Regions from separate parts of the Mus musculus genome. Here regions 1, 2, 3, 4 and 6 are each linked to region 5. The links are chromatin contacts, called in public ChIA-PET, Micro-C and promoter capture Hi-C maps. All regions are on one chromosome and are shown on one strand. Each heading gives the region's core, a stretch centred on a gene start, on an enhancer-like site or on the middle of the called end of the contact. The rest is flanking DNA. Distances are from core to core; before and after follow the strand shown.

Region 1 (3,335 bases), core at 753-3,252, 770 kb after region 5:
AGCCTTGGATACAGAGAGAGATCTTAAGACCACAAATACACAAACACAAACAAAAACCACTATAACTTATTTTTGTATGTAGTTATCTGCCCAGAAGCACACCCTTAAGTTCTGACATCAGCTATCACGGTTTAAGACCATGCTTAGCATCCCAAAGACAGTGTTCTTCCCATCAGTTCCCAGGCATCGTCTCCACAGTTCTTTACATAGCCAGAGCTCCATCGGTAGACCAGGCAGGCTGGCCTTGAACTCAGAGACCCATCTGCCTCTATCTCCCAGGCCCTGGAATTAAAGGTATGTACCACCAAACCCCAATACTTTCTAAAAATCAAATTTCCTTAAATTGTGCAACAACTATGCAGCTGTATTGCCTACCAACTTCTTAAAAATTTATCAAATTTCATATTTACTTCAGGGTAGGGAGCACACTTGTGCCAGTTTAAAGTGCCGAGGACAGAGGGCAACCTATGCTCTCCTTTCTCCCTGTCCATCTCAGGGATCCAAGCTTAGGAGGGAGGACTGGGAAGTCCTCTTTACCTGCTGAGCCATCTCCTTCCTGAACCAAACTCTCATTCCTTAATTAAAAAAAAAAAATTTAAAATGCACCGTTTCAGCAAAAGTACTTTGTGACTAGAATTGTAAGAAAAACTAAGAAGTATCGTTGTGTTTGTGATAAAGACTTGCAATACGACAAGAGCTCAGTATGTGCCTTAGACCTGTCCTTAAAGGTTGGGACAGGGATGGACTGAGTGGGTGGGCAGTGTTCCGACACAGCTGGCCAGAGAGAGAGCGAGCAGCGCAGTTGCTGCAACTCACCTCCTAGCTCAGATCCCTGAAGGGAACGTCTAGTCTATTTCCTCAAAGTAAATTCTTAAGGCAGTCACTACTTAACTTTTACCCTAGTCGATGTAGGATAGCACAGGGAAAAAAGGGGGGAGCCCAGTGCTGTAAGGAAGAAGTTAAATGGCTCTCATATCCCTTCGCTAATATTTTAAACATTAGAAAATGCTAGTATTTAAAGGAGTAAATAAGAACACTACACTCAATCAACTGCATTGACCACTGTATAGAAATTAGCGCTTTATTAAAATGGGGGTTGGCTGTTAACTAGTATCATCTGAGGTTTAAGGCTTTGCTAACAAAGACCAACCAATGCTTTGGCAGGCTTCTCAAGCCAGAAGATACTTTTTAATGAATTCTCAAAGATGGAAAGAAATAAGGATAACAAAGCTTTCAAAATGTGCTCAGTGTCTCCAATATCCATGGAAGTTAAATGTTAATGTGAGGACCTAGCACTTTTACGAACGCAACCAGTAAGGTGGCTTGGCGGTAAAAGTACTTCTGCCAAGCCTGAAGACCTGAGTTCAATCCTAGGGACCGGGCCAACATGGTGGAAGGAGAAAACCGATGCCCAAGAAAGTTGTCCTCTGACTCCTAAATGTGTGCCATATAGCACGCGAGCACACACAGATACACAAATAATAAATGCAACGAATTGTTTAAATAACACAACCGAAAAAAAAAAACCCACAGTTTTATATTCCATCAAAATCTGAAGAGCTAAAAGGCATAAAAGGTCGACGAGGAAGTGCAGAAAAACCACGCAAATCACTAACCACCTTCTGTCCACATATACACAATCTGCCCGCGCTGCCCCGAGAGTCACCTCGGTTCCACCCAGGTAAAGCTAGAGCGCTGAGTCCCGCGGGACAGGAAGCGAGAGACAGACACCGGGCCACGCCGGCCCGAGCCCCCCAGAGGTGCAGGAAGAGCTAGGGTGCAGTCAGATCCCGAGACCCTCCCGCCGCGCCTAGTCACCTTCTGCGCGCTGGAGCCTCGCACTCGCGCCGTCTGGTCATAGACGTGGCAGCGGATCACCGTGCTGCCCACGTCCAGCCCCAGCACGAAGCGGGAGGGCGGCGAGGCCGACGCGCTCAGTTCCTCTCGCTGCCGCTCTGCACGCTCCTGCTGCCCTGACATCGCGACCCCGAACACTGCAGTCGCCACGGGCCGGCCAGCGCGGAGCTATAAACGCCAGACCCCGGGCGGAGAGCTCGCGGCCCCGCCCCTCCTACACCGCGCCCTGTCCCGCCCCTCGACGAGTTAGGCTCCGCCCCTTCACAAGACCCCGCCCCGCCTCGTTCAGCCCCTTCGGGAAGCCTTGCTACCCCACGCTCCGCCCCTAGCACCGTGACGTCAGGGCAGCGCGCCGAGCAGCTCGTGGGAATTTGGCAAAGATGGCGTTTACCGCAGCGCTGTACTGGATGTCACCGTTCAGCGACCGTTACTTTGAAACTTTTTAGTTCCCTTCTAGCCCAGATTACTTTTTTACGAATATCTGTTAGGAAAAATCAAGTGAGATGAAAAAATTTTAAACTTTTTTTCATGTTCACTTAGTTTTTTGCCTGTATTTATGTGTGTGAGCCACATGTGCCTGATGCATGTAGAAGTCAGAAGAGGACCTCCGACGATTGCAAGCTTCCATGTAGGCAATGATAACCAAACCCCGGTCTTCAGCAAGAGCAACTAGTGCTCTTAACCAGTGAGCCATCTTTCCAGTCCGTGGGAAGACATTCAAAAGTATAGGAGGTTCCTCATGAAGTCTTCCCAGAAAAGCTTGCATGTATTACACAACGATGAATAGATGTCCAAGTTTTGTATGGCACTAAAGGGCCTTTGCCGCGACACAAAGTTTAAATTTCGTGAGAATGTTTTGTGGGTAGCTTATCAGCTTAAAGGAATATTTTCTTGTTTATATTACTCTGTTAGCCTACTTGCTTCCCAGAGATTTGCCAAGTTGGATTTGGGTTGTCACTTGAAGCTTGACTGTGAACACCATATTTATTTTTGTTTGTTTGTGGCTTCTCTTAATAGTCTGTCTCTACACAGCAATGCCTATTTGCACCATCTGGCACAGGTCTGCCCTATATCGTTGGTGACCAATTGGTCATGCATGAATGTGTGTGTGTGTGAGAGAGAGAGAAAGAGAGAGAGAGAGAGACTTTCCAGCGTTGTATGCATGACTAATAGTCCTATGCTGTCCGATTCTCTTGAGAAACTGAAACTGTACAAATACCAGAGGGAAGGCAGAGCCAGAACCTGAGAGCCACAACTGAAGTTTGACCTTGTTCCTCAAGGCAATCTCTTACTAGGACCAAAGGCTCCCTAGGATTCTATATGCTCTTGTCGTGAATAGGCACCAAACTCTGGTCCTCATGTTTGACTGGCAAGCACATTACCTACGGAGCTATCTCTCCCAGTTCCTGAGGGAAAGAAACTTTAAAGAATTGGTTGTAGGTCCAGGCAAGCTTAGAAACTTGTAGGGCCTGCTGGCA
Region 2 (3,188 bases), core at 46-2,545, 560 kb after region 5:
TGTATGTGAGCTGCCTGAGCTCCCGGTGAGTGTGGAGGCCAGAGAAGTGTTGAATCCCCCTGTGACTCAGGGCAGTTGTGAGCGGTCATGTAAGTACTTGCTCTTAAGCCTACATCCTTGGATGGAGAGCTCAACCACTGAGCTGTCTCCAGCTTCTCATTTATGGTTTTATCTCTCATTTATTATCTTTTTTTTTTATGTTTACTTATGTATATGAGTACACTGTAGCTGTCTTCAGACACACCAGAAGAGGGCATCAGATCTCATTACAGATGGTTGTGAACCACCATGTGGTTGCTGGGATTTGAACTCAGAACCTCTGGAAGAGCAGACAGTGCTCTTAACCACTGAGCCATCTCTCCAGCCCCCTCATTCCCCCCCCCCCCCCCCCCCCCCGAGACAGGGTTTCTCTTCTCTGTGTAGCCCTCACTGTCCTGGAACTTACTTTGTAGACCAGGCTGGCCTTGAACTCAGAAATCCGCCTTCCTCTGCCTCCCAAGTGCTGGGATTAAAGGCGTGCGCCACCACCGCCCGGCTATCCTCATTTTTCTAAGAGCTGTTTTTTATCATGGATGGTGCAGAGCCACATTCTGAGGCTTTCAGTGGTCTGCAAGCCAGACCTGGTGGGGCAAGAACCCAACTGTCTCAGGTTGGCTATGTGGGAAAGCTGAGGGAATTAGGTGGCCTTGCCAGCCAGGTGGCACCGCTGTACTTTGGAGGTGGACATTCTCCACTTTGTCATCAACAAAACTCCGTGATGCCTGAAAATTTAAAGGTGACCTTTCCTGGACTTGGACTTTTCCTTTGTGCTTTTTCTGTCTCTTGATTTTGCTGGGTGGTTTCACATGGCCTTGGATTAAGTCACTGTTCTGTTGCTGGGAAGAGACACCATGGTCAAGGCAGCTGTTACAAGAGAAAACATTCATTTGGGAGCTTGCTTATAGTTACAGAGGTGCTCTGGTGGAAAGCAGCGGGCAGGCACTGAAGCAGTGACGTCACACCCTGATCTGCGGGCAGAAGGAAACATGGAGTGGCATGGCCTTTGAAACCTCCAAGTCCACCCTCAGTGACAATTTCTTCTAAGAAGGCCACACCTGATCCTCTCAGTGCCACTCCCTGGCGACTAAGCATTTATATATATGAGCCTCTGGGGCCATTACTCAAGCCACCACAGCCATCCTGCCTCGGCTTCCCAGTTCATATTGAGAAAGTAAAGTAAGGATGGATAATTTGTAGCCTGGCACACGTACCAGACATCACCCTGAGCAACAGTTCTGTGAGACCAGGCTGTCCTGGTCTGCGGAGTAGGAACGGCAGGCCTGCAACCGAGCGGTGCCGACAGTAGGGCAGATCCTGAGTCGGCAGGTTTGGCTCAGGCACCATTTCATTAAATAGTTGTGAACTTAACTAAAGCCTAAGGCCTGGGGATGTTAGGTCAGGGCTTGCCGAGTATGTATGAGGCACGGGATTTGACCCCAGATACATGGGGCTGCAGTCTCGGAGCTAGTGAGTGAGTGCAGGAGCTGGAGAGACAGGCAGCAGAGAGCAGCGGGGACCTCCCAGAACCACCCACAAAGTGGTTCACAACTCCACTGCCAGAGGGCATCCTTCTATCCTCTTCTGGTCTCCTCAGACGCCATGCACATACGTGACAAAACGTCTAAAGTTAAAAAGTTTAAAGCAGAGTAGATCTGTAACCGAGAGCAAAGCTGTCATCTCGAGGTGGATTTTGAAGACTTGGGGCATAGATCCTAAGTCTTAACTGGTTTTCTTTCTGGTTCAGTTTTTGGACTTGGTCCAGTCCTGCCATGTGACTTCAGCTGACCTCAAGTCTTCAGGTTGTTTTGTTTTTTTGTTTTTTCATCTGCTGAACTTAGGAGTGCCTGCTTAACTTGAAGCATACTGAGTGAAAGGACACAGCCTATTCGAGTTCATTAACCCAAAGGGAACAAGAGAGGGCCTAGGAGTTAGCTCGGTTACACAGATGGCAGCGCTGGGTATGGGCAGAGGTGGTGCTCAGGAACAGGTCATTCCAAATGTCCCTCTGGATCTATTGTGGAAATGTTTTGGGAGGCAGAATGAGCTGGGTCTATGTCCTGTGGGTAATGAGGTGGATTTAGGAGTGTAGGGTAGTTGAGTCTGTGTTCTGTGGATAATAAGGTGGACCGGGAATGGGAGCCATAGGCCAATTGGCATCTGCTCCAGGCTTTCCTCAGAATGTAGGATATACACAATGTTGTCTGTGCATTTCGCTCTCTGGCGTGGTATGATTGATCCAGCAGCCTCCTCTGCAGGCTGTTCCCTCAGACCACAGAAAAGGATGACCCAGTCAGCTTGCACTTCAGTCACTGAGCCCAGCACTTAGCCCAACTGGACAGGAGATGGAGAAGGTTTGGTGTCCGTTAGTTGATTGAATCGTGGTATTTTGAAACAGTGTAATATTCCTAATGAAAGGAAAAATTGGGGGTACTTTTAAAAAGAGTTCCAAGCTGTTTTCTATGTGGGTCTAGGAGCTGGAAAGTTTTATATTGGTTACAAAATTACTGTAATCCCCCTTTGACTACTTGGGCTTCCAGGTTTTTTCTGTTTTTTGGAGCAGGCACCTATCTGTGTGCTTAGTCCTACCCAGAAGGCTCTACTAGGATTCAAAGTAGTTTCCTTCAGGTGTTTGGATCCAAGCCTTGCGGGGATGCCTGGCACTGAAAGTAACACCTCCGTGGAGGCCATCCCACAGTCGGGTCATGAGACAAACAGCATGCGCCAGCTTCCATTTTGAACAGAAGTAGAGAACTGGCTATTCCATTTGTTTGCTTAGAAATCTTGGGCAAACTGCTTAGCTGCTGCGCTACAGTTATCTGCAAAGTGAATCCCACCATTGAGAGTAGTCAGAGCACACTGTGACATACACACTCTAGTGCTGCACCTCCTTTTGAGGCTGTGGGTTTGCTGAGAGCATCCTCCTGCAAAATGAAGATGACCCTGCTGTTTGGCTGCTGAGACGGAGTGTTTGTTGCTTGGAGAGGTGAGTGGGGCCAAAGACTGAAGCAGGCGGATCTCTGAGTTTGAGGCCAGCCTGGTCTACAGAGCGACTTCCAGGCCTGCCAGGGCCACACAGAGAAACCCTGTCTCCACAAACCAATAGAGAAAAAAGAAAAATCCTTTAACATAAGCAGTTAATAAAAATCTCG
Region 3 (3,134 bases), core at 4-2,503, 930 kb after region 5:
TATAAAATGTTTCACACAGGAAGACCAACAAGAAAAGTTGTTTCAGATACAGCTCTCTTACTTCAGAGGCTCTGTAACAACTTGACTATGTATTTGTGGCTCAATTTTCTCAGGCTTCAGTTACAAAGACCAAGTAGAAATTCTATGGGGCTACCTACAGTGAGGCTGGTGGTAAAGCCCAGTAGTTCCACTATTTAGGAGTTGAAGACAGGATTAAGAGTTTAAAGTTATCCTTTGGTATATAGCAATTTCAAGGCCAGTCTGTGTTACATGAGATCCCATCTCAAAAAGTGCAAAATACTATGATTGCTATGTTAAATGAGTGAGCACAAGCATATAAAAGATTTTAAAATTTTAGTTCATAATAAATATTTAACAAAATTCAGCTATCATTTTTAAGATTTAAAAATAATTCAAAATGTGTGTGTGTGTGTGTGCACGCGCGTGTGCACTCATGGAAGTGCCCATGGAAGCCAGAAGAGGACCTCAGGTCATGTGGAACTGGAGTTACAGGTGGCTGTGAGCCTCCTGAGGATCTGGTACTGGGAATTGATGCCAGTCTTCTGCAAGAACAGCAAGCATTTTTTACTGGAGTCCTCTAGTCTCAATGGCTTAGCTATTTTATAGCATTGTACTAGGTCAAAGAGCTGTTCAGCTCTAAGAATTTATGATGCTAGTTTTATGATCTTTGTAAAGAAGACAGGTCAAAAGTATGTGTTTACCTTCTTTCCTTTCTGAACATCCATCTTATAGGCAACCTCAGATAAGCACAATTTTCTACTAAGGAGTGAATAGGCTTGTACTAGTGGATTTTTAAAAAGAAAGACTTTCTGCACATTAGACAACAGTTATCCCAGGGCTTCATGCATATTAGTCAAGTGCTGTGCCACGGAACTACACCCTGACCACAACTGTGATCTCCTCCCTTCTTAGGGTGATGATACTGGCTCTAAAACCACACCAGAAGCTCATCTACAATGAAATGGGATGTAACTGTCAGCAGAATAGGCCACCAGTGTGGCCTCTGTCAGCAGTGTAGCCTGAAGAGTTCTCAGAATCTTGAGGACATCTGGGTCCTTGCTGTCCACAACAGAAGAGAATTCCCTGATGAGTGAGACTGAACCAGAGTTAAAATAATTTATCAGCCAGAAAGACAAAAGGTACTTGAAGTAAGTCAAGTGTGGGTACTGTGAGAAGAATGTCTGCAGAGCAGCAGATGTGGTTGGAGGCTTGCTGGAGGTTGGTCTGCTGCTACTTTGTAGTCAAACACTAAATACTAGCCAACAAGCATTTTCTCATGCACACCAAATGATGTTGTGTACACTTTGCTCGTTTCATTCTCTAACTGGTGAAATAAAAGTGGCTGACAGTCAATTTTACTGGGGAGAAAAGAGGTAGGTGGGGCTTCGGTTCTCCAGCTGCGGTCAAAGGTGGGGGGGGCAGGGGAGAGAGAGAGAGAGAGAGAAAGAGAGAGAGAGAGAGTGAGAGAGAGAACGAACACACTCAGAGAGAACACACAAAGAAAAGACAGAAAGGGCAGGGGGTCTCCATTAGACGGAATTGACCAGAAGCATGCGGCCAAGAGAAGTGCCCCCTGAGGACAGACTGATAGACCAAGTTAGCCCGGGCGAGACTCAAACAGTAAGTAACTTGGGGAACACACTGAGAAATAGCCAGTCTAGCGTAGAAAAATATTTTAGGGATTGTGATGGCTATTCCTGGTTATCAATGTGACTACATCTGGAACGAGCTACAATCTAGAAATGGAGGGCACACCTGTGACCCAGATCTTGAGGTTGGAAGACACAGGTTTTTGACTTAGATCTTGATGTGGAGATCTTGAGGCACAGTGGCCATGAAAAGCTTAGGTCCAGGCAAGGTAGTATAGGCCTTTAATTCCAGGAGACTGAGGCAAGCAGGTTACTAAATTCAAGGTCAGCCTGGAACAAAGCAAATTCCAGATCTAGGCGTGGGTACGCACCTTTAATCTGGGCCACACCTTCTGCTGGAGGCCTACATAAGGACACTGGAAGAAGGAAGATTCACTCTGCCAGCACATCTGTTGGAACCTACTTCTACAGAAGACCAGCTTAAACAACTAGCCTCACAACTGGGTCACAAGGAGGCTAGACTTGAATAGTTCATTAGCCATTTTTAACAGTCCCGATAGTGATGCTTCTTAGAAAAGGAAGTCCAGCTTTTATATAGGACTTCGGGGCTTTTGAGATCCTACTTGTGGCTTAGTGCTAGAGACTTGGAGACATCTATACAGTGCATGGCTGTAGGCTTCTGCTGAGGCAGTCTCTCAGCTGTGTTCGCTGAGCCCCTTCCCGCACTCTTATTGCTCTGTTCTTGTTCATACTTCCTGCCTCTTGTCTCCTGTCTGAATGATCTTTTGGCCCTAGTCAAAACCTAGTTAATTTGGCCTATAAAATGGCTCATGCCTGACAATCCAAGTTAGATTCACGGAAGCCACAGTAGAAGGGAAAACCTCACTCCTGAGCATTGTCCTCTAGCCTTTACAGTATGCACCCTGACAGGCTCCCACATCCCACACATGCATCATTCATAATAAACATGTACTAATAAAAACTTGTTTTGCCCCCAGCAGTTTTGGGACATTAAACTCTGCACCTTTATGTTGTGCAAGTGCTGTATCTGAGCCACAATCCCAGCCTCTGCCTCTCTCTCCCCTTTTTCTGTGGTGCTGAGGAATTAAACCTTAGAACGTCACGCTGCTCTGAAAGGTTTTACTGTAAAATAGCCTGAGTTACTCAAACTGTTCTTGAACTCATTTTGCAACCCTGCCTCTTGAGTAGCTGGAATGTCACGTCTAGGTCTTGAGGTGGGGGTGACACATATGATAGATATGGCATTCAAGTCTTTGCTTTGCTTTGTTTTATTTTGGGGTTGGGGGCAAGGTTTCTCTGTGTAACCCTCACACTTGCTTTGTAGTCCAGGATAGCCTCTAACTCAGAGATCCATATGCCACCACTGCCTAGCTCAGTCTTTGCTTTTTTTGAGATAAAGTCTTACTTTGTAGTTTATGCTAGCTTTGAAATGGCCGTCTTCCTGCCTTAGCTGCCCTGGTGCTAAGATTACACCTGTGTATCACCACAGCTGGCTGAGGGAAG
Region 4 (3,027 bases), core at 418-2,917, 530 kb after region 5:
TTCATCGGTTTGCATATATAAAAAGCTCATAGTTAATCCTATCAGTATTCTAGCTACCCTAGTGTGCAGTTCAGGTTTTGAGGTAAAATTATTTCCATTCCTTAGCTTTTAGCCTTACCTATAATCTAGAGAAGCATTCTAGGCTTCTTGTGTAATATTTTGGTATTTCTAAAATCAGCTTCATGTCAAACTCTACAAATTGCTTCTGAAAATTTTTTTGGTGTTATTAGACCAAAAAAGTAACCGGAGGCAGAGAGAGGTGAGTGCAGGCCTTTAAGTCACAGCACTCCAGAGGCAGAGGCAGCACTCTGTGATCTGGAAACTAGCCTGGTCTGCAGAGTGAGTTCCAAGGCAGCCAGGGCAACACAGAGAAACCCTGTCTTGGAAAACAAACAAATAACTGGAGGGCGGAGGATGTAGTTCAGTTGGTGACATGCTTGTCATGTGCATGGTCCTTGGTTCCCTCCTCTCCCAATAACCCTAACCCCAGAAAAACAACAGTTGAAAACAAACAAAAATCCCCTGTAAATCAGGCATGGTAGCACATGCCTGTGATCTCAGTACCCAGGAAGTCGAGGCAGGAGGACAAGAGTGTGGGATACACAATGTCAAGTCAGCTGAAGCTACACAGCAAGATTCTGTCACAAACAAAACCAAACTGGATTTTGGATAGTCATAAACGTATGGGTGGGCGTGGTTAATGAAATTATTGCAAACAAAATGGGATTGCATTTATTCATTCATTATTGCTATTTAACAGAGGTTATTTAACATCTCTTTTCCGGAAACAAAAACAAAAAATCAAAATAACCTCACCTTCTGTTCAAACTTCCATTTTGAGTCTTTTAAAATCCCATTTATGGTGTTTCAGAATTTCAGAATGCAGCCTGAATTCCTGGCTCCGCCTAGGCGTAGCGGCCACCAGTGGCAAAGAAAACACCAGCCGAGTGGTTCAGGCATCTATCCCTAACTCTAACAACCTTAACCTTGTACTCCATCAAGTATTGTAGTTAACAATTGGAGTGACCGAGCCAGAAAAGAAAAAAAAAAAAAAAAGCAAGGCTTTAGTGAGCGGAAATCTTGGGAAAATATTTATATTGATTTCATTGATATGCTCGACTGAATCTGGAGAAAAAGTATACTGTACTCCATTTGGTTAACGATAGCATATTTAGAATAAAACTGCCATGACCCTCAGGCAACCCAAAAGCAGCTAGTCCACACTAGACGCTACAAACGCTGCCCGAGGCCCTGCAGCAGGTGCCGTTTAAAGACGTCACAGAGCCCCAAGGAGAACGCGCCACGGCGTATTGCAGAAGGCTCCGGGGCCAAGTATGTGCTCCAGGCTTTGACCACTAAGTCTCAGGCTGGGCTTCCACTAAGCCCAGCCACGGCCTGGGCTTCCAGTGGAGAGCGCTGTAGCCTCCTACGCCCACCTTCCTCGGGCCACCACCCTGCCGGTCAGTGTGCCCGGCAGACTTCCGCCCGCAGCCCCGCCGCGCTGGCTTCCTCGCACCTGGGCGGGGGCTACAGGGGCAAGTAGCCCGGCTGGGGCGTGGCTTGGCTGGGGGCGTGGCTCTGGCGTCAAGGGCGGACCTTGGAGATGTGGGCGTGGCGTGTTGTCGGGGGCGGGGTCATCCGGGCGGCTCTGGGCCTTTGGGCCGCGCCCAGCCGGGCGGGAGGCAGCGGCCGCGGTGCGCGCCAGCGGCGCGGGGATTGGCTGCGGCGGGCGGAGACGTCAGGCTCCCGGGGCCCCTGCGGCCGCCCGGCGCGGCGCGGCGCAGTCGGCTCTAGTGGTCTCGTAACGAAGAGTTGTTCCCGGCCGTGCCGTCCTCCGCTGTTGTCGCTGGGCTGCGCCGCCGCCGTCGCCAGGACGCGCCGCCGAGCCCCTCGTCGCCTCCAGCCCCGCGGCCTCCGTTCACCTCGACTTCCACACGCCCATCATGACGAAGACTGAGAAGAAATCCTTCCACCAGAGCCTGGCCGAGTGGAAGCTGTTCATCTACAACCCGAGCAGCGGAGAGTTTCTGGGGCGCACCTCCAAGAGCTGGGGTGAGCGCGCGGCGGGGCGGGCGGCGCGGCGGACGGCCCCATTCATTGCGGGCGGCCCGGCGGTCCGGCTCCGAGGCTGGGCGGCCGCTTGGCCAGCCCGAGCGGGGCACACGTGCTGCCGGTTCCCGCCGCGAGCGGCGCCGGAAGCGGGACCGGCCGGCCGGGCCGGGCCTCCTTTGTAGGGCGCGCGCCCTGGAGGCGCGGGCCGCGCGGACTGGGGAAGCCGGACCTGCCCCTCGCCTGCCTGGGGAGAGGAAATTTCCACTGCCCGCTATCTTGTGACTCGGCGGCGCTGCCACCCAGACGGCCGGGACAGTGCGGGCGAGCTCCGGGCGTGTGTGGGTTGCAGGGACGTGTGACGGGGAGTTAATCACTGGGGCACATTGTCCGCGAAAAAGCACTTGAATTCCGACTGAGAAAGGCCGGCTCCGAGAGGGCTTCTTCCTCCTCCTCCTTCTCCTCCTCCTCGGAGATCACAGCGCTTTTCTGCCTTGCAGATTTTGCTTTGGGGAAAGACGGTCCTATTAAACACCCCCTCCTCCCGTACCTTCAAAACATCCGAGTGGTGGTTGAATGTTAACAGATTTTCTCTGTGCGAACTCATTGTTTTAAAACGAAATAGTGAATCCGAGTTGATCGGTCTTCTGGGTTTTGTGCTGCTTTTAAGGTGAGGGGTCAAAAAAAATGTTAGTGAAGGTGGACAAGTGTATTCCATTTATTGCCTTTCTATTTAGACAATTTTACCTTTTTGAAATCCTTTTTTAAGAGTATTTTGTTAATGGGTAAGGACAGATTTTTTTTTTTCCATTCTGAGTAAGAATGGATTTTTAGAGCTGAGAGCCGTTGGGGCATGGCATTTTTAAGAGAAGCATTGAAGACCATAAGTGAGATATGGCTCACAAAATGACTTGTTCACTGAAGTGAGCTCCTCTAGGGTGCAAGGCTCTTTGACACTCTATCACAAGCTGAAAGGAG
Region 5 (3,117 bases), core at 5-2,504:
TTGTCTGTCATCTGCAGCCTGTGTGACTTGTGAAGGAGTGGAACTTGGAATTAGAGCAGAACTGTCAAGAGTCCGTGGCGAGAAGGAAGAGTCTGTGTTGGATAGGATGCCTGGACTGTGGTGGTCCTTGAGGGCCAGCCCAAGTAGGAATTTAACGGGGAGTGAGATTTCATGCTCACGTATTGGAGAAAGCTGTCGCTAGTACTGAAGGGATAAGCAGGCTGAAGGTGGTGTTGAGCCTGGGTAATTGGGTGAGAGGGATAGTAACTAGTGTCCTCAGGCAAGTGCCAGCTGGCCATCAAGGCATTGAACAGAGAAGGCATTCCAGATGGCTGGACCATGGGGGTAAATGGAATGCAGGCTAGGGAAGTAGAATCTAGCTGATTTGAGGGGAGAAATTGGAGGTAAAAATATGGATAAAATATAAAGTGTTTTGATTTAGTCACTATCGAATGAGTTAGGGAAAATCAAGTGATGCGCTACCCTCAAAACCGCACCTCTTTTGCAGTTGAGAGAGGCACAAGGGTGTCACTGTAGTCCCAGAACTGACAACAAAGGCAATCTCACAATTGTGGTTGGTGAGATCCTTTTTTACAGCATTTGAAACAACAACAACAAAAGACCCACAAACACAGCTTTATAGAACGAGTGCTGCGCGGGTCTTTGGCTGGCAGCCCTGGGGTCATGCAGAAACGCCCCCGTGACACAGCCACGACCTCTCAAGGGTGGATGCCTGCAGGCCTTTAGGGACAAAACTACTGCCAGGTCTAGAGTAGACACAGGCCGGATGTGGCCCGCGCCGGAAGAGAAGCGCGGGACAGGCGCTTGGGTGGAGGTGGCACGGTGGCTAGGATATGCCAGTTTTGAGTCCACGAGGCACCGCAGGACCCACATCCGCAGCTAGATCCGCGGCGCGGAGTTAGGCACGCAGTCACAAAGCACCCTAGCCAAGGCTGGGACGGGTCCAGGGCAGTGTCCTGGGGCCATGGCACCCTCCCGGGTCCTAAGTCCGGCATAGGGAGGAGCATAGGCCCTGTGCGCTCCGAGTGCGCGCGCTTTCCCGGACCCGGACGGCGCGACCGGAGCCTGTCTGGATGACTGTTTGGACACTCCAGGCCATGTGTGCCTCCAAGGCCCGGGATGCGGGTCGCCGCAGCCTGCTGGTCCCGCACGGCCGCCTGCGGGGCGGAGCTCCAGGGCGCCCTGAGCGCGTCGGGCCGGGCAGGGACCCGGCGGTCCCGGTAGGGGGCGCTGCGGAACCCCGAGTTTGGCGGCCTGCGCGCGCCACCGCCGCCTGCACTCCCGCCAGGAGGAGCTGGCTGCGGGTGGAGATCCCTACGCACAGCGACGGAGGCCGGGACCGTAGGCGGTGAGTGTGGTGCGCGCCGGGTCCCAGCGGTTGTGAGGCTTCTCGCAAGGCGGGCTTGTGTCTAGGGTCTTGGGGGGCGACCCCGGAGAGGTGTCCGCGATGCCAAGATCCGGAGGCAGGGGCGGGCTTCCAAGCAGCGGGTGTGAGCCCTGCCACCAAGCTCTTTCCCTTATCTACGCGCTCCCCAGTTGCCACCTCTCCCCATACCCTCCCCGCGTTGGAGAGGGGTCCCTGCCCTCCGATCCGTCTCCCCTTTCTCAGCCCTGCACCCTAGAAGCCTGCCCGCACACCCCCTTTTCTCCCTCAAGCCCTCCCACGCCTACCTCCTCCTGGTTGCCTGCCGCTCGCCTCTCCCTCCCAGCTCTGCTCCTACGGTCCCCGCCGCCACCCCAGCGGGGTCCCATTCTGCCTAGGCGCTCCTGCTGAACGACTCAGCGGGAATCTGAGCTCCGGGGTCCCCCTTCTCCCGGCTGTCCCATAGCTGCAGTGTCCAGGTAAAAAGGGGCTGCAACTTCAGGGCCTGCCCCGGGGGTGGGGCTGGTGCTTCGCCAGCTACCTGCTGCCTGCGGCGCAGGAACCCTGGGCCCAGCCCAGGGCCACTTCACGCGTGCAGGTTATGCTTGCTCAGTGTTCTGTTTAGGACAGTGTGGTTACTTCTTTGCTTGCTTTTGCTTGGTGAACTTGGATAGGTTGCGATTTCTTAAAAAGAAGCCGGCTTTGCTACCCACAAATATGGAGCAGGTTTTCTTTGCTGCTGTGACTGGCTGTCAGTAGTACCTGTGGATCGGGGAAGATTTAGCTATGCTGGGGAAATGGAGCCACATCCCCACTCTCTCACCACAGCTCTGGGAACGTAACTGTCCCCTCTAGGGTGGGCCCGTGTCTTTGTGGAAAGGCAAGGATGCTTCCTAAACATTCAACAGGTAAAAACCAGTTAGGAATCTGGATCAGATCTGGTGTGGATAGGGAAATGTGGGATGAGTGAGTGATCAAGGAGGGGCTCTGGGAGAGTTCCATGGCTTAGGGACATTTGTTGCTCTTTGCGGCAAGTCCCAGGCTGGACCCTGACTATGGACTAGACAGTGATGAGCCCAGCCTACCCTCTGGAACTGTCGGTCGGGCTTGGCACCAGCCCCCTCCTCAGAGGTGTTGGTGCCCTGTGGTGACATCTGTGGGAAGAGGATTTAAAGCAGATGGCTTGGAAAGCCTCATGGTCCCCGGAGAGAAGTGGAGATGGCATGGTGACAGCCCAGCGTGTGCGTTCACCCCTTCCCTTCTGGGGTCTTTCATTAAATCTTAGATTAAATTAATTGCCTAGTCAGAGAAAGAACATATAAAGGGTATTTCTCTTTTAGGATTGGCTCTGGGCCAGCCTGCCCTCACAGATACCTTGGGAGGCTGCAGATGGGAACCCGTGGCAGCGTGGACCGCCTGGAGCACAGCACTCTGGGCTGTAGGACTGCCCTGTCTCTGTGGTTTCTCTTTGATGGCTCTGGTAGTGATTAGTTCAATATTCCTTTTCTATTGAATAGATAAGTAATTAGCCAAGAACACAGTGGGGCTCAGTAGGGCCCTTCTGAGTGTTCTCAATTTCCTGTATGAATCTTCCTGTCCTCACAGTGATAGGCTGCTCTCAGGAGTCCTTCTGGCTAGGATTGAATACCTGCAGGGCTGGGGTGACCTTTAGGACCTGGCCAGGTGCCCCTGCCTGTTACTCAATGTTTATTTAAAAACAAAAACAAAAACAA
Region 6 (3,162 bases), core at 145-2,644, 660 kb after region 5:
TGAAATTACAGGAATGCATGACTACTCTTGATTTCCATCAGAATTTTAAAATTTGCTTCAGAGCCTAGGGGAATCCCCATTTTGAAAACATGGCACACAAGCCATTAAGATGGCTCAGTAGATAAAGTGCTTGCTGAGCCAGACTGAAGATCTGAGTTCAAACTCAAACCCACATAAAGGTAAAAAAGGAAAAATTTCACCAAGTTGCCCTCTGACCTTTCCAAGTACACCCTGGCATGCAGATAGTCCCCCACACCATATACACACAAAATATTTTTTTTATTTAGCTCAATATCTGAGTCCTGGTCTACAGGACAGCCAGGATTACACAAAGAAACCTTGTGTAGAAGAAACAACAACAACAACAACAACAACAAAACAAATGTACAAAAACAACTTAACTCAAAGCAAGTTATAATACATGGACTCATTACTATACATTATGGTTTTATACACTAAAGAGTTGTAGTCTTACAATATTACAAACTTGGAATATTCTGTAAACTTTCAACATTTCAAATTTGTAATTTGGTACCTCAAAACTTCTTTTCAAAGATACATTTAAAAGTTTACTGTAATAAAACTCATATGGTCTCAAACTATTGATCATTATCTTGATATTTTGATACATGTCTACATTGTTTTTATAAGTTTTTTATTTATGTGTAATGGTGTTTTGCCTACATGTATGTCTTTATGAGGGCATCAGATCCCCCAAGAAATGTAGTTACAGACAGTTGTGAACTACCATATGGGTGCTGAGAACTGAATCTGGGGCTTCTGGAGAGCAACCACTGAGCCATCTCTCCAGCCCACCACCACCACCACTACCACCATCATCATCACTGGTTTTTTGAGACAAGGTTTCTCTTTGTAGCCCTGACTGTCCTGTAGACCAGACTAATGTCAAACTCAAGAGACCCACCTGTCTCTACCTCCCAAGAGCTGGGATTAAAGGCACGTACTACCACGGCCCAGTCCATGTCTACATTATTAAATAATCACTACAATCATGCTAGTTAACAAATTCTTACTTTTATGGTATGTTGTGTGTGTGCATGAGTCTATGTACTGAGTAGATTTAATTTAGTATTAATCTGTGCTGGTGTATAGCTCAGCAGGTTTTAATTTACACGTCAAAATCTCTGGGTTCAATTCCCTGAACAGCCCCTCCTCTGAAACAAACTATTCTAATCCATAACATAAGGTTGGGGGATGGTTTTGTGCACTGTGTATTCAGATGCTGATTTCTATGCCCAGACATCTGGTTGCAAGGTCAAGCATCTCTGGTCTCAGTGTTATGTAAAAATTGTTTTCTATCATCTCTGATTGGTTAATAAAAGGATAAGCCAACTAGCTGGGTAGAAGAGAATAGGAGAATAGGGTGGAACGTCTAATCCCAGTGAGAGGGTCCCAGAGAGAGGAGGGAGGACAGACCAACAGACAGACAGAGGGAGTAGAAGGTAGAGAGACCATGAATATGAACTAGGAAGATTCGCTGTGAGGTAGCAATGAGAAAGCAGTCATAGGAATGTAACAAATTAGAAGTATGTAACAAATTAGAAGTATACAATACAACAATGAACATCACTGTGCTGCAAATCAGTTCTTCAGTAATTTGAAAGAATTTTAAGGTTTAAATGTAAAGTTTTAAAACTTTGTAGACTTGGCTTTAATAAGTTTTTGTTATTATTTTATATGTATGGATATTTTGCCTGTATGTACATCTATGAACCATTTGTGCCTGGTGCCCACAGAGGCAAGAAGAGAGTATGAGAGCCTTTGAAACTGTTGTTACAGACAGTTGTAAGCTGCCATGTGGGTGCTGGAAATCACACCCAAGAGTTCTAGAAGAGCAGCTAGTTCTCTTAACTGCTGAGCCATCTCTCTAGACTCACAATGGACTATTTTAAAAAACTATGTAATGTTTTACATTATATATCCTTCATAAGCACATACTTAGTCCATTACAATTGAATAGTTTAAGAGCTAATGGTTTCATTAGTCAGTGGTTAAAATCCTTTACTAAGTGAACTTGCTTTTTACCAAAACATTTCTATATACATTTAACACAGCCCAGTAATTCTGAATAATAGATAAATGGCACCTAAAATCAAAATTTTATGACAGAAATTGACACTGAGATGAAACTAGCTTCTCAAGTCTATGTAATGGTGTGGATACTTTGCACTGAGATTTAAGTTTAGTTAGCTTTAAACAAACAAACAAAAACCCCCACTGCAACCAACAGCCATATCATGGCTCCCCTGTACTACTCACAAATATAACGTTAAACATTTAGGCAACTGAGCATCTGTTGATGTGTGCTGTCGTTACTAAGACGCCCACCCAACATCATAAGCAAGCACTTCTGCTACAAAGAGAAAACAAAACTTTAGTCAGTCCTACTTCGAAAAGAAAGCAAAAATGACAGACATTTTTAAAATATATTCATCCCATGATTAATATTAAATACATATAACTTCAGAAGAGTCATTTACATTTTTCTTATTTTATAAAAATAATAGTTTAAAAAAAAACCAAACCACAACAAAAATCACATGTTCACAGTAGAGGGTTATTACTGTTAGGTTTTAACACTGTTCTTCATGCCGTTTCTGCAGCGTAAGCAGCAAACAAATCCACAAACTTAGACACCCATATCTTGGGGGCTGGAGTGATGGCTCAGCAGTTAAGAGCACTGACAGCTTTTCCGAAGGTCCTGAGTTCAAATCCCAGCAATCACATGGTGGTTCATGACCATCCGTAATGAGATCTGACGCCCTTTTGTGGTGTGTCTGAAGACAGCTATAGTGTACTTACACCCATATCTTAACTGTACAGTTAAAAATTAGATAAAGGCCAATTGAGTCTCACTATGACAGCCTAAGTTTTATCTTAGAAGTAAGGTATTAATTTAACGTTCCTAAAAATACTGCCAAAACCCATTTAATAAATTAAAGTACATATTAAATTCTGTTTTTATTCTTTGTAGTTTAAAGACTCAAAGTACAGTACTTAAAAATAAAAAAGTTGGCTAGGGAAGACATTTTAAAATATTCTTTCCCAGGCTGGAAAAATGGCTCAGTGATTAAGAATGTATATTATGCAGCTCCATGTCAGGCAGCTTAGAACCATCTGTACCTCAAGCTCCAAGAAATC

What was found. Promoter capture Hi-C pulls out the DNA fragments that hold promoters and counts their contacts. Hi-C and Micro-C count contacts between places; a contact is called where the count stands out from the background. ChIA-PET counts read pairs in DNA pulled down with a chosen protein or histone mark.
Region 1: a promoter capture Hi-C map of pre-B cells shows a contact between it and region 5, with 2.6 times the contacts expected there. The contact joins the promoter of Gk5 here to the promoter of Pxylp1 in region 5. A contact is called at or near these places in 4 of 39 promoter capture datasets (the 3T3-L1 cell line, the C10 cell line, neutrophils and 1 more) and 1 of 484 Hi-C or Micro-C datasets (CD8 T cells).
Region 2: a promoter capture Hi-C map of embryonic stem cells shows a contact between it and region 5, with 5 times the contacts expected there. The contact joins the enhancer-like site here to the promoter of Pxylp1 in region 5. A contact is called at or near these places in 6 of 39 promoter capture datasets (the 3T3-L1 cell line, embryonic stem cells, hippocampal neurons and 3 more), 4 of 115 datasets of contacts at active chromatin or transcription factors (the SCID.adh cell line, craniofacial prominence, embryonic basal ganglia and 1 more) and 1 of 9 other capture datasets (embryonic stem cells).
Region 3: a promoter capture Hi-C map of pre-B cells shows a contact between it and region 5, with 2.4 times the contacts expected there. The contact joins the enhancer-like site here to the promoter of Pxylp1 in region 5. A contact is called at or near these places in 1 of 39 promoter capture datasets (pre-B cells), 1 of 484 Hi-C or Micro-C datasets (CD4 T cells), 1 of 115 datasets of contacts at active chromatin or transcription factors (thymic regulatory T cells) and 1 of 9 other capture datasets (adipose tissue).
Region 4: a contact with region 5 is called in an RNA polymerase II ChIA-PET map of memory CD8 T cells, with 52 read pairs. The contact joins the promoter of Atp1b3 here to the promoter of Pxylp1 in region 5. A contact is called at or near these places in 9 of 39 promoter capture datasets (the C10 cell line, embryonic stem cells, hematopoietic stem and progenitor cells and 5 more), 2 of 484 Hi-C or Micro-C datasets (embryonic stem cells and natural killer cells) and 3 of 115 datasets of contacts at active chromatin or transcription factors (effector CD8 T cells, embryonic stem cells and memory CD8 T cells).
Region 6: a Micro-C map of embryonic stem cells shows a contact between it and region 5, with 3 times the contacts expected there. The contact joins the enhancer-like site here to the promoter of Pxylp1 in region 5. A contact is called at or near these places in 1 of 39 promoter capture datasets (3T3-L1-derived adipocytes) and 1 of 484 Hi-C or Micro-C datasets (embryonic stem cells).

What each region holds. Positions count from the first base shown.
Region 1 is chr9:96,118,096-96,121,430 of GRCm38.p6, reverse strand. Gk5 (glycerol kinase 5 (putative)) reads right to left here and starts at 2,002. Exons shown (of 16, transcript NM_001368879.1): 1 at 1,819-2,002. The coding sequence starts at 1,980.
Region 2 is chr9:96,329,203-96,332,390 of GRCm38.p6, reverse strand. No RefSeq gene overlaps it. Among named protein-coding and RNA genes, the nearest start is that of Atp1b3, 34 kb to the left of the region's middle. Within about 2 kb of position 1,295, at least 7 of the 459 cell types and tissues checked have an H3K27ac peak or open chromatin away from gene starts, as enhancers often do. A contact at or near this core is called in embryonic stem cells, where this site is marked.
Region 3 is chr9:95,957,735-95,960,868 of GRCm38.p6, reverse strand. The region is part of intron 1 of Xrn1 (5'-3' exoribonuclease 1); the gene reads right to left. It overlaps Gm16794 (a long non-coding RNA gene), which reads left to right. Exons shown (of 3, transcript XR_871036.3): 1 at 1-3,134. Among named protein-coding and RNA genes, the nearest start is that of Gm16794, 3.9 kb to the left of the region's middle. Within about 2 kb of position 1,253, at least 44 of the 459 cell types and tissues checked have an H3K27ac peak or open chromatin away from gene starts, as enhancers often do. A contact at or near this core is called in pre-B cells, where this site is marked.
Region 4 is chr9:96,363,071-96,366,097 of GRCm38.p6, reverse strand. Atp1b3 (ATPase, Na+/K+ transporting, beta 3 polypeptide) reads left to right here and starts at 1,667. Exons shown (of 7, transcript NM_007502.5): 1 at 1,667-2,052. The coding sequence starts at 1,944.
Region 5 is chr9:96,887,611-96,890,727 of GRCm38.p6, reverse strand. Pxylp1 (2-phosphoxylose phosphatase 1) reads left to right here and starts at 1,254. Exons shown (of 6, transcript NM_001289647.1): 1 at 1,254-1,369.
Region 6 is chr9:96,228,568-96,231,729 of GRCm38.p6, reverse strand. The region is part of intron 3 of Tfdp2 (transcription factor Dp 2); the gene reads right to left. Among named protein-coding and RNA genes, the nearest start is that of Tfdp2, 34 kb to the right of the region's middle. Within about 2 kb of position 1,394, at least 7 of the 459 cell types and tissues checked have an H3K27ac peak or open chromatin away from gene starts, as enhancers often do. A contact at or near this core is called in embryonic stem cells, where this site is marked.